Linked DNA regions of Zea mays: region 2 is linked to region 1. The links are chromatin contacts, called in public Hi-C maps. All regions are on one chromosome and are shown on one strand. The core of a region is the stretch at or near the end of the contact, and the rest is flanking DNA. Distances in the headings are between cores, read along the strand shown. Region 1 holds the start of LOC103627860 (serine/threonine-protein kinase VPS15). Region 2 holds the start of LOC100501247.

What was found. Hi-C and Micro-C count contacts between places; a contact is called where the count stands out from the background.
Region 2: a Hi-C map of leaf shows a contact between it and region 1, with 8 times the contacts expected there. The contact joins the promoter of LOC100501247 here to the promoter of LOC103627860 in region 1.

What each region holds. Positions count from the first base shown.
Region 1 is chr5:222,152,090-222,155,123 of Zm-B73-REFERENCE-NAM-5.0, forward strand. LOC103627860 (serine/threonine-protein kinase VPS15) reads right to left here and starts at 1,642. Exons shown (of 12, transcript XM_008648172.2): 1 at 1,183-1,642; 2 at 990-1,064; 3 at 442-564; 4 at 11-56. The coding sequence starts at 1,383.
Region 2 is chr5:222,473,633-222,476,666 of Zm-B73-REFERENCE-NAM-5.0, forward strand. It overlaps LOC100501247, which reads left to right and starts at 1,549. Exons shown (of 18, transcript NM_001196019.1): 1 at 1,549-1,614; 2 at 1,714-1,930; 3 at 2,023-2,179; 4 at 2,399-2,535; 5 at 2,892-2,995. The coding sequence starts at 1,612.

The DNA.
Region 1 (3,034 bases), core at 392-2,891:
CCCGTCTCACCATGGCAAATTCCCTTACTATGGCTCTGTTCCACTGCATGAATTAACTGCACAACCAAATGGTCTAAGTTGGCAACCATTTCTGGAAAGGGAACGAAAAATAAAGAATAACTCTTACATGCCCCACTAAGGGAGTGTTTGGTTACTAGGGACTAATTTTTAGTCCCTCCATTTTATTCCACTTTAGTCTATAAATTGCAAAATACGGAAACTATAACTCTATTTTAGTTTTCGTATTTGACAATTTAGGGACTAAAGTGGAATAAAATGGAGGGACTAAAAATTAGTCCCTAAAACCAAACACCCTATAATTCTAGTTTAATATTTATATCTGCACTTAACAGAGAGAATATATGTCCTTATGAGCTATGGACACCAGCAGGATCAACTTCTACGCCTTTGTAAATACACACCAAAGAAAAGAGACGTCACCTGAAAGGCAAGCCATTTCTTTGCAACCTGACTGAGGAAAGGGCGTGTACTCAACCGATCTTGCAAGTTGCTGAAGAAGTATTGTCTCAAGAGATATGCTGCCTTATCTGTTTGCAGCCAAACCTGAACAACACTGGAAGCCAATTCAGCAAGTGAACTGAATTGCAACGTACATTTATTGATTCATACTATCTTAGTATTTCAGTAACATGCCAGCTTGTGGAAGAAAACATCCAAATAAACTGGCTATATCACTAACTTTTCATCAGGACTTAATCGAAATAGGTAACTCGCAGCATATAATGCCAAAAAAAATACAACACCACTTGAAAGGGCGGTTAAATTAACTTATTGCCAAAAACACAAAACCTTGTACTGTAAACTTAGCTGAACCAAACATACATGCAGCACATGGGATAAAAATCCGATAAACCACAGTAAAACATGCAATTGCGCATTGGAATAGCGTCGCCAATGCCCCCTCTTTTATGAAGCTACAGCCTACGCCCCACAGGCGAAACCGTAAGCCCTAAGCACGGAATCCTCACCTGGAAGGGCCATACGTGGGACCCCTCGATCCCCTTGAACGCGTTCCTAATCCGCTCCAGCCTCCGCTCGTGCTCCTGCAAAACCAGCAGCGGGATCTCACGACCACGATCCGGAACCAAATCCGAATAAAGTCACGAGGGGATTGGCGGGGCGCCTGCGAGCAGCCGCCAGCCGCGGCCGCGGGCGGATTACCTTGAGGTCTATGGACTCGCCGGCGCGCTTAAAGTAGACCTTGACGAGGAGCAACCCCTCGTCGTGCTTGCAGCGGACGGACTTGAGGAAGCGGCCGCGGCTGACGACGTCGAGGAGCACGAGATTGTAGGTGGACGGCAGGTCGTGGAGGTAGTACTCCGTCGCCGACGCCTGCGTCGTCCGCGCGATCTTATTCCCCATCGCGTCCTCCGCCGGCGGCGCCGCCTGGGGCTTGCTTTGCTTCGCTTGCGGGGTGCGTCGTGGGCTCGTGGCGTTGCGTGGGGCGTAGGCGATCGATCAGGTCAGGTCTGGTCATGTGTGGCCCCGTGCCGTGCCGTGCCGTGCTGTGGTGTATTGGGCTCGAACGCGCTGACCCTCGTTCGCAATTCGCACGCTGTTCGGTTAAGCCTTTTCCGGCCGGGATCACGGACCCATCCCCGTGGATCACACCTCCTGGAAACAACCCCTGCCCAAAACAAACGCGTTCGGTTAAGCCCCTGTTGCCCCCGCCCTGGAACGGTGCCAGTCGAGTCCAGACATTTTTTGTTGCCTCTGGCTTGGAATGGCGCCTGGTCATTCGGGGTGGAAAATATTCCCACGCGAAGCAGCCATGAGCGGATGAGCCCATGAGGCAATAGGCGCAAAGGGCAAGCGACGGCGTCACGGTGACGATGGCTACGACGCGGATTCCTTTCTCTGGGCGTCGATCTCCTCCGATAGCCGCCTTCTCACCGTTACTTTTCTTTCTCTGTGTCTCCTATCGCATCTAGGGTCTGAAAATTTGTAGTCCATAAGAGCTAGTTTGGGAGACACAAAACCGGAGGGAATTGGAGGTGACAGAATCCTCTTTTTATTCAAATTTGAATAGAAAGGGGATTCTATCCCCTCAAATCCCGTCCGGTTTTATGGCTCTCAAACTACCCCTAAGTATATATAGGATCCCATCGCTGGCACACGAACTTCGCCTGGCATAGTCGATGATGGCTACGCAGCCGGAGCCCCGACTTCGGCGAGCGCTGCGTGAAAGAGCATGAGTGTAGATGCTCCCTCCCTCTTCTTGATATTCATATTCAGATATTTGGTCATGGCGCGAGTCAGAGCGGTTTGCTCATGGTGGCCATGCGGCGTATGCGTATGTGATGGTGTGGACGACAGTCACGTTCCAGTTGGGCGTCTTCGGCGTCACCGACATGCTGTTCCAGCCTTCCAGGCAAGGCCGTTCCTGAGGGGTTGCCGAGGGTACGGCCGCACCGGAGCCCCAAAAATATAGAGCCCCATAGCCATTAAACGCTAGCATTTTTTCCTATTAAATTTATCTATTCTAGACACAAATACGCAAAAAACGATTGCGCTATCGACCAGTCTCGTTTAGATTATTAAACTAATATCTCAATTACTTATCGAATACTCTATCCGTAAGATAGTTTAGCTCTTGATTTTTATGTTTATATTCAACTAGATGATGATGAATCTGCTAAAGAAGCAAAACAAATTCTATTTTGATATAGAGAGAGTACTATTTACTATACATATGATGGTTACATCGATAGAGAGAAGCTTTTTAAAATTGAAATATTTTTGTGAACTATTTATGGCCAACAATAACTCAAGAGAGATCAAATGGCTTGGCGATTCTATATATCAAAAAAAGTTGTTGGATGAGATTTATCTCAATGATATAAGCAATGACTTTGTATCACAAAATGTTAGAAGATATTATTAATAATATCAGAGAATAAGTAAGTGTTTTGACTATATTTTACATTTGTTATCTTATAAAACTTTAAAATAGTGCATAATAATTTTTATACGTCAAATATTTAATAGTATTTGTATAATTATATATATATAT
Region 2 (3,034 bases), core at 299-2,798, 320 kb after region 1:
AGAAAATTTTCTTGGTGCAGGTTTTCTATAGTCATTTGACATATTAGCGATGCACGTGGCATGACACCAGATACAAAGTCAGGCTTGTATTCATTTATAGCTTTTAGTTGCTTGTATTCATTTATCGTTTTTAGTTGAGCATTGTGATGCTCAGCATGCACCAGATAGGACACTCAAACAACATGTCAAACAAATATTTTAGTTCTATAGTGCACCAGATATAACACATAAAGAACATATAAACTATATATTTTGGTTCACTATTCACCAAACATGTATGACTTGCCTGGTGAGCGCATTGGATACGTAATACTATTCACAATACATGTATGTCATGTATTGTGCAGGAATCGATGGACATGTCCAGTGACCTTGATTTATATGTCACAAGAGACAACAATTAGATCCATTTATAGGGTTATAAATAGATCTATGACCAACCATGACTGATATCTCCCAACTCTATACAATAGTGAACATATAATGAGATTAGAGAAACACACTCCACTCACTTACAACTTGTAGTTTAGTGTTTGGGTAAAACTAGATCACTTTTACTGAATTGTTTGTAGTTGTTGCATCTCGTGACACTAGTGGGGTAACTTGGTTGGTCACACTTTCGTTACTCTCAAAGATTATCGTCATCTTGATGGTCTAAAGTTTGTTGGATCATTGAGTGGCTATTGGATCCATTGGCTTAATCGTGAGAGTCTCTTGTGCTCATTTCCTATGACAGATTATAGAAGAGCAACTATACTGAACTCATGTTTTTAGAGTACCTCTATAAAGTTATTCTTACGGTGTCCTTAATATGTGCTCAACATGTAATGCCAATTAACACGTGAACCATCTAGCTTAGACTCTCTATAGTGATAATTGTATTTTTTTATCTATCTTCCTTATTACTTCGATAAAATGAGTAAGGTTTTATTGTTTTTGCATAAACGACACAATTACGACACCCATCCTTGATTTCTTAGGACATCAACAATTTAGATAGCAAATTTCAATCTTTTTAGTGAATTCCATCCTTTTTACCTCTCTAGGACATAACAAAGAACCACAGTACCCTTAACAAATAGATCTCTTTCCAAAGCACACAATATAAATCAATTTAGCCTGCTGCAGTTTAGTTTATTCCTAATGATTTGCGAAATTGTAGAATATTTTCTTGTTTCCAGAGACGACGAATCTCAGTCGGCTAGATCCGACGGTGCCAACAAAAGTAATCGATCAGGAATACTTTGTTTTTTACTGTCTATATGAAAATTTTTAGGACAACAATACGTTTTTACTTTTCAAACGACAGAGTCCTGAAAAATCAAACTATTACACCTTATTTGTGTTATTTCCTAGAAATCAAACGCAAGCATGTTAAATGGTCGAAGCCGCATAAAAAATATCCTAAAAAGTTAAAAATCTCATCGGCAAGCAACCAAACCTTGTGACATTTCTTATGTCACGTGGTTCACTGGTTTGTGCCCCACCGAGACACCGAGTAACTTGGTTCGAAATCTCCCGGCGCTTCTAGTCTAGCGCTCAGTTCATCGGCAGTCCGGCACGGCGCAGAAGCTCTCCTCGCTCGCGCCGCCACACAGCCCACAACCTTCTATGGTTCTCTCTCTCTATCTGCTCGCTCCCTGAACCCTAACTTCCCCTTCCCTCCGCCACTCCTCTCACGGTCTCACCTGTTGCGTCCCCAATCCCCTGCAGGATTCGTCCTCGGCCACCGCCGCTACCGTTGCGCCGGTGGTGACCTCGGCCCCGCCGCTCGAAGACTGCCTCCGCCTCCTCCGCGGCGAGCGCGACGAGCAGAAGCTGGCGGGCCTGCTAGTCGCCGCCAACGTCTGCCGCGCGGGCGACGCCGACGCCGTCGCCAACGTCTACCGCGCCGTCGGGCCCCGCTTCCTCCGACGCCTCCTCAACACTGGTAAGAGACACGCCTGGAAGCGCGCCTCGTGGTAGTGGGGGGGGGGGGGGGGGGGGGTCAGTGGTTCATCGATTTCTGCTTCGTGGGCGCAGGGTTGGGGAAAGTGGAGGGCGGGAAGGAGGAGGAGCGAGAGGCATACATGCGGCTCGCCGTCACCGTGCTCGCAGGGCTCGCGCGCGTCCCGGAGGTTGCGGCCGACGAGGGTGTCGTTTCCACCGTGCCCCTAGTCGCCGAGGTTGTCGCCAAATCGTAAGAAATTTGTTCTCTTTGAGCTTTTGATGCTCCATACTCCATACTAACGGAGCAGTACTACTGATTTTGCAATCCCTACCAGTGGAATACACAGTTGCTATCCTATTTTGAATCTATTAAGAGCCGAGGCCAACCATTTTGATATCACTAGCTACGTTTGATGCTTTGCTTGCGATGCATGTTTGCTTATGATTGTAGCTGCATCGTTTGCTGCAGGACTGATCCAGCAATCACTGAAGAATGCTTTGAACTTCTGTCACTTATTGCAATAGCGTCTGAAGATGGGGCATATGAGTTTTGTGAGCCCGGTGTAATAGACATGATCTTCCTTCAAATCTTAAGCTTAACAGATGGTATTGAATTTTCATGCATGTATCTCAATGTCAATTTAGTCTCTAAACCGCTGTGTTAGGGCTGATACTTTCGATGCAGGTCTTAGCTGGCATATATTAAATTTGTGCATCTAGACAGACGCTTTTGTTACTCTGCTTTTGAAATGTGGATTGAAAGCTTGCCTAAGTGACAAACTCACATAGCCTATCGAATCCTGTCTTAGCTAGTATTTAGCAGTTGTGTTGTGGGTTCATGAATACCAATTTTTTGGGTCATAACTCGAGAAAAAGTATTACTGTTTTATTTGTTTAATTGGTGTCCAATATAGTTTGATGCTTAATTTCTTATATGATTTTGTTGATTACATTGTTTGTAGGTTCTAAGTGCGTAGAACTTGCCATTAACCTACTGCAGTTACTAGTTCATAAACTCAAAGTTGACACTATGAGTTCGGAGAAACTGCAAGGAATGACTAGAATGGTATGATTGACCAGAATGTTTTACATGAATCTTTCTGCA